Linked DNA regions of Mus musculus: region 1 is linked to region 2. The links are chromatin contacts, called in public Micro-C maps. All regions are on one chromosome and are shown on one strand. Each heading gives the region's core, a stretch centred on a gene start, on an enhancer-like site or on the middle of the called end of the contact. The rest is flanking DNA. Distances are from core to core; before and after follow the strand shown.

The links. Hi-C and Micro-C count contacts between places; a contact is called where the count stands out from the background.
Region 1: a contact with region 2 is called in a Micro-C map of the G1E-ER4 cell line, with 6 times the contacts expected there. The contact joins two enhancer-like sites. A contact is called at or near these places in 3 of 15 datasets of contacts at CTCF or cohesin (CD8 T cells and the NIH/3T3 cell line), 22 of 484 Hi-C or Micro-C datasets (the AML12 cell line, the C10 cell line, the G1E-ER4 cell line and 14 more) and 4 of 115 datasets of contacts at active chromatin or transcription factors (CD8 T cells, bone marrow-derived macrophages, neural progenitor cells and 1 more).

The regions. Positions count from the first base shown.
Region 1 is chr4:89,523,500-89,526,721 of GRCm38.p6, forward strand. No RefSeq gene overlaps it. Among named protein-coding and RNA genes, the nearest start is that of Dmrta1, 160 kb to the right of the region's middle. Within about 2 kb of position 1,387, at least 93 of the 459 cell types and tissues checked have an H3K27ac peak or open chromatin away from gene starts, as enhancers often do. A contact at or near this core is called in the G1E-ER4 cell line and pancreatic cancer cells, where this site is marked.
Region 2 is chr4:89,443,383-89,446,601 of GRCm38.p6, forward strand. All of the region lies in intron 5 of Gm12610 (predicted gene 12610), which reads left to right. It also overlaps the pseudogene Gm12608. Among named protein-coding and RNA genes, the nearest start is that of Cdkn2b, 130 kb to the left of the region's middle. Within about 2 kb of position 1,894, at least 44 of the 459 cell types and tissues checked have an H3K27ac peak or open chromatin away from gene starts, as enhancers often do. A contact at or near this core is called in the G1E-ER4 cell line and pancreatic cancer cells, where this site is marked.

The DNA of each region.
Region 1 (3,222 bases), core at 137-2,636, 80 kb after region 2:
AAACCAAAACCCTTTGTGGTCCCAAATAAGGATTGCTGTACTCCTGTGTTCCTCTCCCCAAGCAGCAGGTCTGGTCCATGGGAGGTTATTCCTGGTGTGTAGCTAGCCTCTGGCTGTCAGACACAAATATGTCTGAAATTAAGATCAAGGTCTGTGAGCCTTTGAGGGGAAAAATTGAACTCAACTCTGAAAATCCCCCTGGCCATCTGCAAAGGCCACCCTGCAATGAGTGCTGTTTTAACCAGGGTTTATCTTTACAGGTGTTAGGTAGAAGCCTAGACAGCCAGTCAGCCGCTGTGAGTCATCTGGCTGTGGTGAGATTAGAAATTCCTGGAACATGATAAAGAATCCGGAGTGGAGGCAGGAAAGATGAAGGGAAATGCCTTCTGCAGCTCCCGGTTCCCACCGGTTCCCACCATGTGACCTTATGGTCCATAACTTTTGGGTCGATTTGGGCAGTTACCTGCTTGCTTTCTCACCCCCACCCCTTTCCTCCTCCTATTCATTTTTAAATATTTAGTTATTTTATGTATACGTGCCTGAGTGTATGCATATGTTCAAGAGCCCATGGAGGACAGATGAGGTCCTTTGTTCTCCTGGAAGTAGAGTTACAGGTAGTGGTGATCTGCCATGTGGGTGCTGGAAACAGGACCCGGATCCTCTGCAGAGCAGTAAGCACGCAACAACTGAGCCATCTCTAGCACCTCTTCCTTTTCTTTCCCCTTTTATTGACTTTTCAAAGTCAAGAAATCCTATTTCCACTGAATATGTAAATATTCATATTTTAACCAGGAAAGCGCACTATGTGTGTAAAGGTGGTAGATTTAGATACCGTTGAGAAGAAATAGAGGAGGGAAAGATGGGGGGCGAGGGAGGGGAGAACTGGAAAAGACAAGCAGAGGAGCGTCCGGATGGATGAGAATCGGGATGGAGTTGGCGACTCTGACTGCGGACTCAGTAATATTACTGTCTTCTCGTGAAAAAACGAATGAACAGGCTTAGCCGAACAATGGCTTCTTATTTGCAAACGCCGTAAAGAAAACAAAAGCATAATAAAAAATAAATTAAAAACAAAAAACAAAAGCAGTTAGAACCCAATGCATATTCTCTGCGCATTTGAAGTTGCTGCGAGGCAGGGCGGCTTCAAATTGGCCTCTCTTGTTCCCGTTCAGCGTAGGAGGGTCTCCACCCCACCATCCGGCCTTTCCGTACTAAAAGCTGAGATCCGAAGTTTCGGATGCTGTTGCCGGGAACTTCTTTTCACTCAGAGAGCCGTGCTGAGTGCACGGGGTTTTGATCTGTCCCTCGGGGGGAACTCCTGAGTCCCGTGTCCCTGCGAGTTCGCCTCTGAAAGTGCCGAAGTGAGGATTAGTTTGGTGTTGAGGACACCTAGTGGCGGTTTGTTGGTTGTGTTCTTCAAACGGAAAGAAAATCGGCGAAGTTAGCAACCCCGGAGGCAACTTGTCTCTTTTTCCACAACACCTTCACAAAGCAACTAAAGTTTCCCAGAAGCTTCAAGATAAAACGGCGTGGTGGTAGAGTCAGCTAAATTCTCACTTCTGCCTTTTACTGCCGTTAGACCGAATTCTCTCGGCTTAATTCCTTGTAAGGAACACACTGTGCCACACAAGGAAAGCTCTAAGGGCTGCAGAGTGGCCACAACTGGGTCAACTAAACTGATAAGCTGAGAGTCATTTTGAGAGAGACTCAGACATAAGAACTCTATGGTAATAGAAAGAGTCTTTTTTCCCCCCTGCTTTATAATGATTGACTACGCTGTACATTGCTCTTATTGTTTTCTGGGACTACAAGGTGTTAGTAATAAATGTCTCTAAAATAAATGTATAAACAATAGTTGTCCATTGCTGAAAATTCAGCTAATGGAGAATACAAGTTATCATTTTTGAGAGGTTTTCATATTTTCCACCTTCCAGTAAAAATCGATTTTCAAAAATAGGCTGAGCCCAAGATTTAACCATAGGCTGTAGTTTTCTTTTCTTTTTCTTTTTTTTTTTTAACATTTTTTAAAAGATTTATTTATTTATTTATTATATGTAAGTACACTGTAGCTGTCCTCAGACACTCCAGTCAGATCTCGTTAAAGATGGTTGTGAGCCACCATGTGGTTGCTGGGATTTGAACTTCTGACCTTTGGAAGAGCAGTCAGGTGCTCTTACCCACTGAGCCATCTCACCAGCCCAGGTTATAGTTTTCTAACCCCTGGTTTGAGTTGGTAACTCTTTATGCCGGCTCTTTCAAATAAGAGAAAATTTAGTGTGATGCAATTCGTGTAAAAATAAATAAAATTTAAGGTTAATTCATTTCGTTTAAAATTCACTTTATGTAATCTAGAATGTAATTTTCTTAAACAATACTTTTATTTATTTTTTTAAATCAATTTATTCTTTCATATCCCAACCACAGTATTTTCCCTCTCTTCTCTCTTCCCAGTCTCTCCTCCCTCCCCAACCACTACTACTCAGTTTCCCTTCAGAAAATGGACGGGCTCTCTGGGATAGCAATTAACCGTGGCATATCAAGTTTCAGTAAGGCTAGGTACCTACCTCTCCTCCTATTAAGGGTGGACAAGGTGAACCAGTCGAAGGACAAGGGTCTCAAAGGCAGGCAAGAGCTTCAGAAACAGCCCCAACTTCCTCTGTTAGGAGTTCTACAAGAACACTAAGTTACATAACTATCATATATGCAGAGGTTAGACCCACGCAGGCTCCCTGACTGCCGCTTCAGTCTCAGTGAGCCCTTAGGAGTTCATTTGTTGATTCTGTGGGTTTTCTGGTGGTGTCCTTGACCTTTCTGGCTCCTACAATCTTTCCTCTTCTTCTTTTTCCTTTGGATTCACTGAGTCCCTTGTAATGCTTTGCTGTGGATCTCTGCATCTTTAAACCATATTTTTTTCCCTTGACAAGCTTATGTATGTACAGAATGTATCTTTTAAATAAGTTAGTTCTTTGACAATTACATAATCTATACAGTGCATTATGGTTACTCCAGCTCCCTTTTACAACCCCTCTCCCCCATCATCTCTTTTATTCCTCTCTATTTTCCCTGTTTCACAGATTTCTGACATTTGGTTTTGTTCTGTGACCCATTTGGCTCGTCAGGGCCATCTGTGTGACCATTAGATGGGACTATCATTGAAGCCATGTTGGGTCTTTGGTGATAGCACAGATGGGGCTCACCCATGAGGTAAGTTATCTTTAAAGC
Region 2 (3,219 bases), core at 644-3,143:
GGTGTGCGCCGAACAGAAATTGAGTGGGGGTTTCCCCACTAGGTTCTTTCACTACCTTCAGCACAGCTCCCCCATTTGCAAGTTTAGCAAGTTACTCGTTCAGCTTTTCCTTTTCATATTCACTAGTTGTGATGCCTAGCTGCTCAGTGATTTCTTGAATACGTTTTTCAATTTGAGTGTTGTCACCTTTTCCTTTCAAAATCAGGGTGCCATCTTTGTTAACAATGACCTATCCAACTTTTCCTACATCATGAGCTTGAACATCTTCAAGATTTATTCACTCCCTCTTCCCCAAAAGCCAAACCACCAGTAGCAATAGCCACATATTTTAAGCTGATTCTTTCTATTGTCCCCAAACCCCGGAGCTCTGACTGCTACAACCTGAAGACCAACTTTTACCATGTTCAAAACCATCGTGCTTAGAGCTTCTCCATCATCGTCTTCAACAATGATGACCAAAGGCTTCCAATGAGCATTGGCAGTTTTAAGAGCAGGCACAATGTAACCTGGAGACTAGAAATTTTCTTTTCACTCAACAGAACATAGGCATCTTTGGAATTTACAATTTTGACCTTTTGATATATTAATAAAATATGGGTAAATATATCCTCTATCAAGTTTCATTTCAGTAACTTCTAATTCATCATCCAGGGATTTTTTTCCATCCTTCCCTGTGACGACACCCTTTCTTCCAGCCTTTGTCATTGCATCAGAAATGATGTTGCCAATGCTTGTCTCCATTTGCAGAAATGGAAGGAACCTGACCAATTCCTTCAGGGGTTGTCCCAGGTTTAGATTGTTCTTTTAAGCTTAGCAATTACAGCATCGACAGCCACCATCACACCTCTCTGGGTCTCCACTGGATTAGCCTTTTTGCTGATCCTTTCAAAGGCCTTCTTGGCAGTAGAACATGCTAGAACAGTGGCAGTGGTGGTGCCATCCCCAGCCTCTTCCTTTGTGTTATTGGCAACATTTAGCTCTCATGCTTTTGTATTTCTCCTGTTAATCAGTTGACTTTGCAACAGTGACCTCCATCCTTGGTGACTTTGAGACTTCCCCAACTCTGTCCAATAATCACTGTTCTTCCCTTTGGCCCCATTGTAACAGCTAGCACATCTGCTAACAGGTCTACATTCTGAAGCGTTAAGGCTCGAACATCCACACCAAATTTTACATCTTTGGCATAGGATCCAGTGAGAGGAAGAGCCAGGCGCGCAGGACTCTGGTCTCATCTGGCAAAGGACTGTGGGTAATCGAAGCACTTCTGAGAGGCAGTGGTGGGAGCGCACATAGTGAGGCAGGCTTTCAGTTGCCAGTGAGGACTAAATTTGGTTTTTGTATGTTGGAAGTTGAACCTCATGCATGCCAAGCACATATAGAGCTCAGGCTTCACTGGTGTTATATATTATGACATTCTGCTCATTTATAATGTAGTCCACTTTAGTCTAAAACCTAGGGAAGTAGTCACAGAGTTTGAACAGCCCGTTAAAATGGCATTTAAGTAGACACAAAGTTAAGTATACCAGTACAGTGTTCCTTTGATGTGGGAATTAAAAATGGGGTGGGAGACTTCACCTGGAAAATGAAGACTAAGTTCTTGGTGCTATGAGAAAAGTAAAACAGGGAAGACAAAAATGGAAATTGCTCACCCATTTGCAAGTTACAGGAAGAGGCAGGTTACAGTTCATAGCATCTCTAATCTCAGGGTGATTGGTCTCAGAGAATGAACCACACAAATAGGAAAAAGCAAAACAAAACAACAACAACAACAAAAACCAGGGAGTGACTCAGCTCTAGCTCAGGTTGCTTCTGCGCCTGGCATGACCTCTGCTGTTGTCCTCGGACCTTGCTTCCCTCCTCCTCTGTCGTTGTGGAGAAACAGGAAGGAATGTTTATTAACAAGGCTGGCTGGGGCCACACCCAAAGCAATATCAGAGTTTTACCTCTCCTGGGCCTGGGAAGAGGTCCAAAGATCAAGGGCAGCTTCTGGTTTGTATGAGGCAAGAGCAAACTTAGAGAATATACTGCTTTTTTTTTTTTTGAGCCTTGACAGATGGTCTGCTGGGTGTGATCTCATCTATTCCTCCTGGCCATCCTGAGGCTTGTAACAGGTCACCAGAACCGTAATCCCCAAGGAGCTTTGCCCAAGATGATGGAAGAGCAATGGTTCACTCTCAGGGTTGTGTCTCCGTGGCAGATGTCTTTCACTGCGGGGTTAGCACCCCAGCTGGGATCCTCAGGTCCCTTATCAACAGCCTTTCCCATTTTATCTTCCAGTCCAATCTTGTACTCGTATCTTACGGGCTCCAGTAATGGGTCACACCTTATGTGCTTGAGAGGGGAGGGGAGAAGGTTGAGCAGAGAGGAAGTAAAGAGATAAGGGGACAGGAGACAGAGATACACAGAGACACAGAGACACACAGCGAGAAATAGAAACAGAGAGAGGGGAACAGAGAGAGACAAAGGCAGAGAGTCAAAGACAGAGAGAGACAGTGAGCAAAGGAGATTTCTTTTAAGATATTTTTAGTATGTTTCCTGCCTCACCGAGTAGGGAGGAGGGATACAATTTTTTTTTATTGCTCTGAAGGGTATAAACCATTCCAACGGGTGCCACCCTGTGTGAAAATTTCAGAGATGCCAATAAGCCACTTGAGACAGTAAGGCTCGTGCCTTTCTGTTCTCATTCCTTATCAGTCTCTGACTTGCAGAGGAGGAATGCTGGGGTGGGGGGGTGGTGGGGGGAAGAAAGAACTTCAAGGTTTTAAGAGGGTGGATTTGTGCCCCTGAAATAAATTGGTACAAGTCCTTGCTTAGGCTGTTTCTCCACCTTTCCTTCTTAATAGCTACACACGTCACAGTCAGACCCTTGTATCAGAACAGTGAAACTTGATCCCCTAAATCCAGGCATCCTAGGACATAGCAGTTCCACCTGTGTGGTCTGTGACCCAGCAGCAAGCAACTGTCCTTGAAATTAACCAGTATGGCCACCAGTCCTGTGCCTATTTTCATCACAGCAGCTGATTAATATAGAACTGCTTAAATGGGTCAGGGAATTCATGAAAATGATTTGTTTAAACAATTGTCACTTATTGGCACTTACCGAGACTATGGCTGCCTTCCAGAGGCAATCAGAGAAACCTGAGGACGTGCCAGCATTGGAGTGTAGCCACTGGGATAGTGAGAATTCTTATCCCAGCACCTTTCCACCTTCCCCACCCC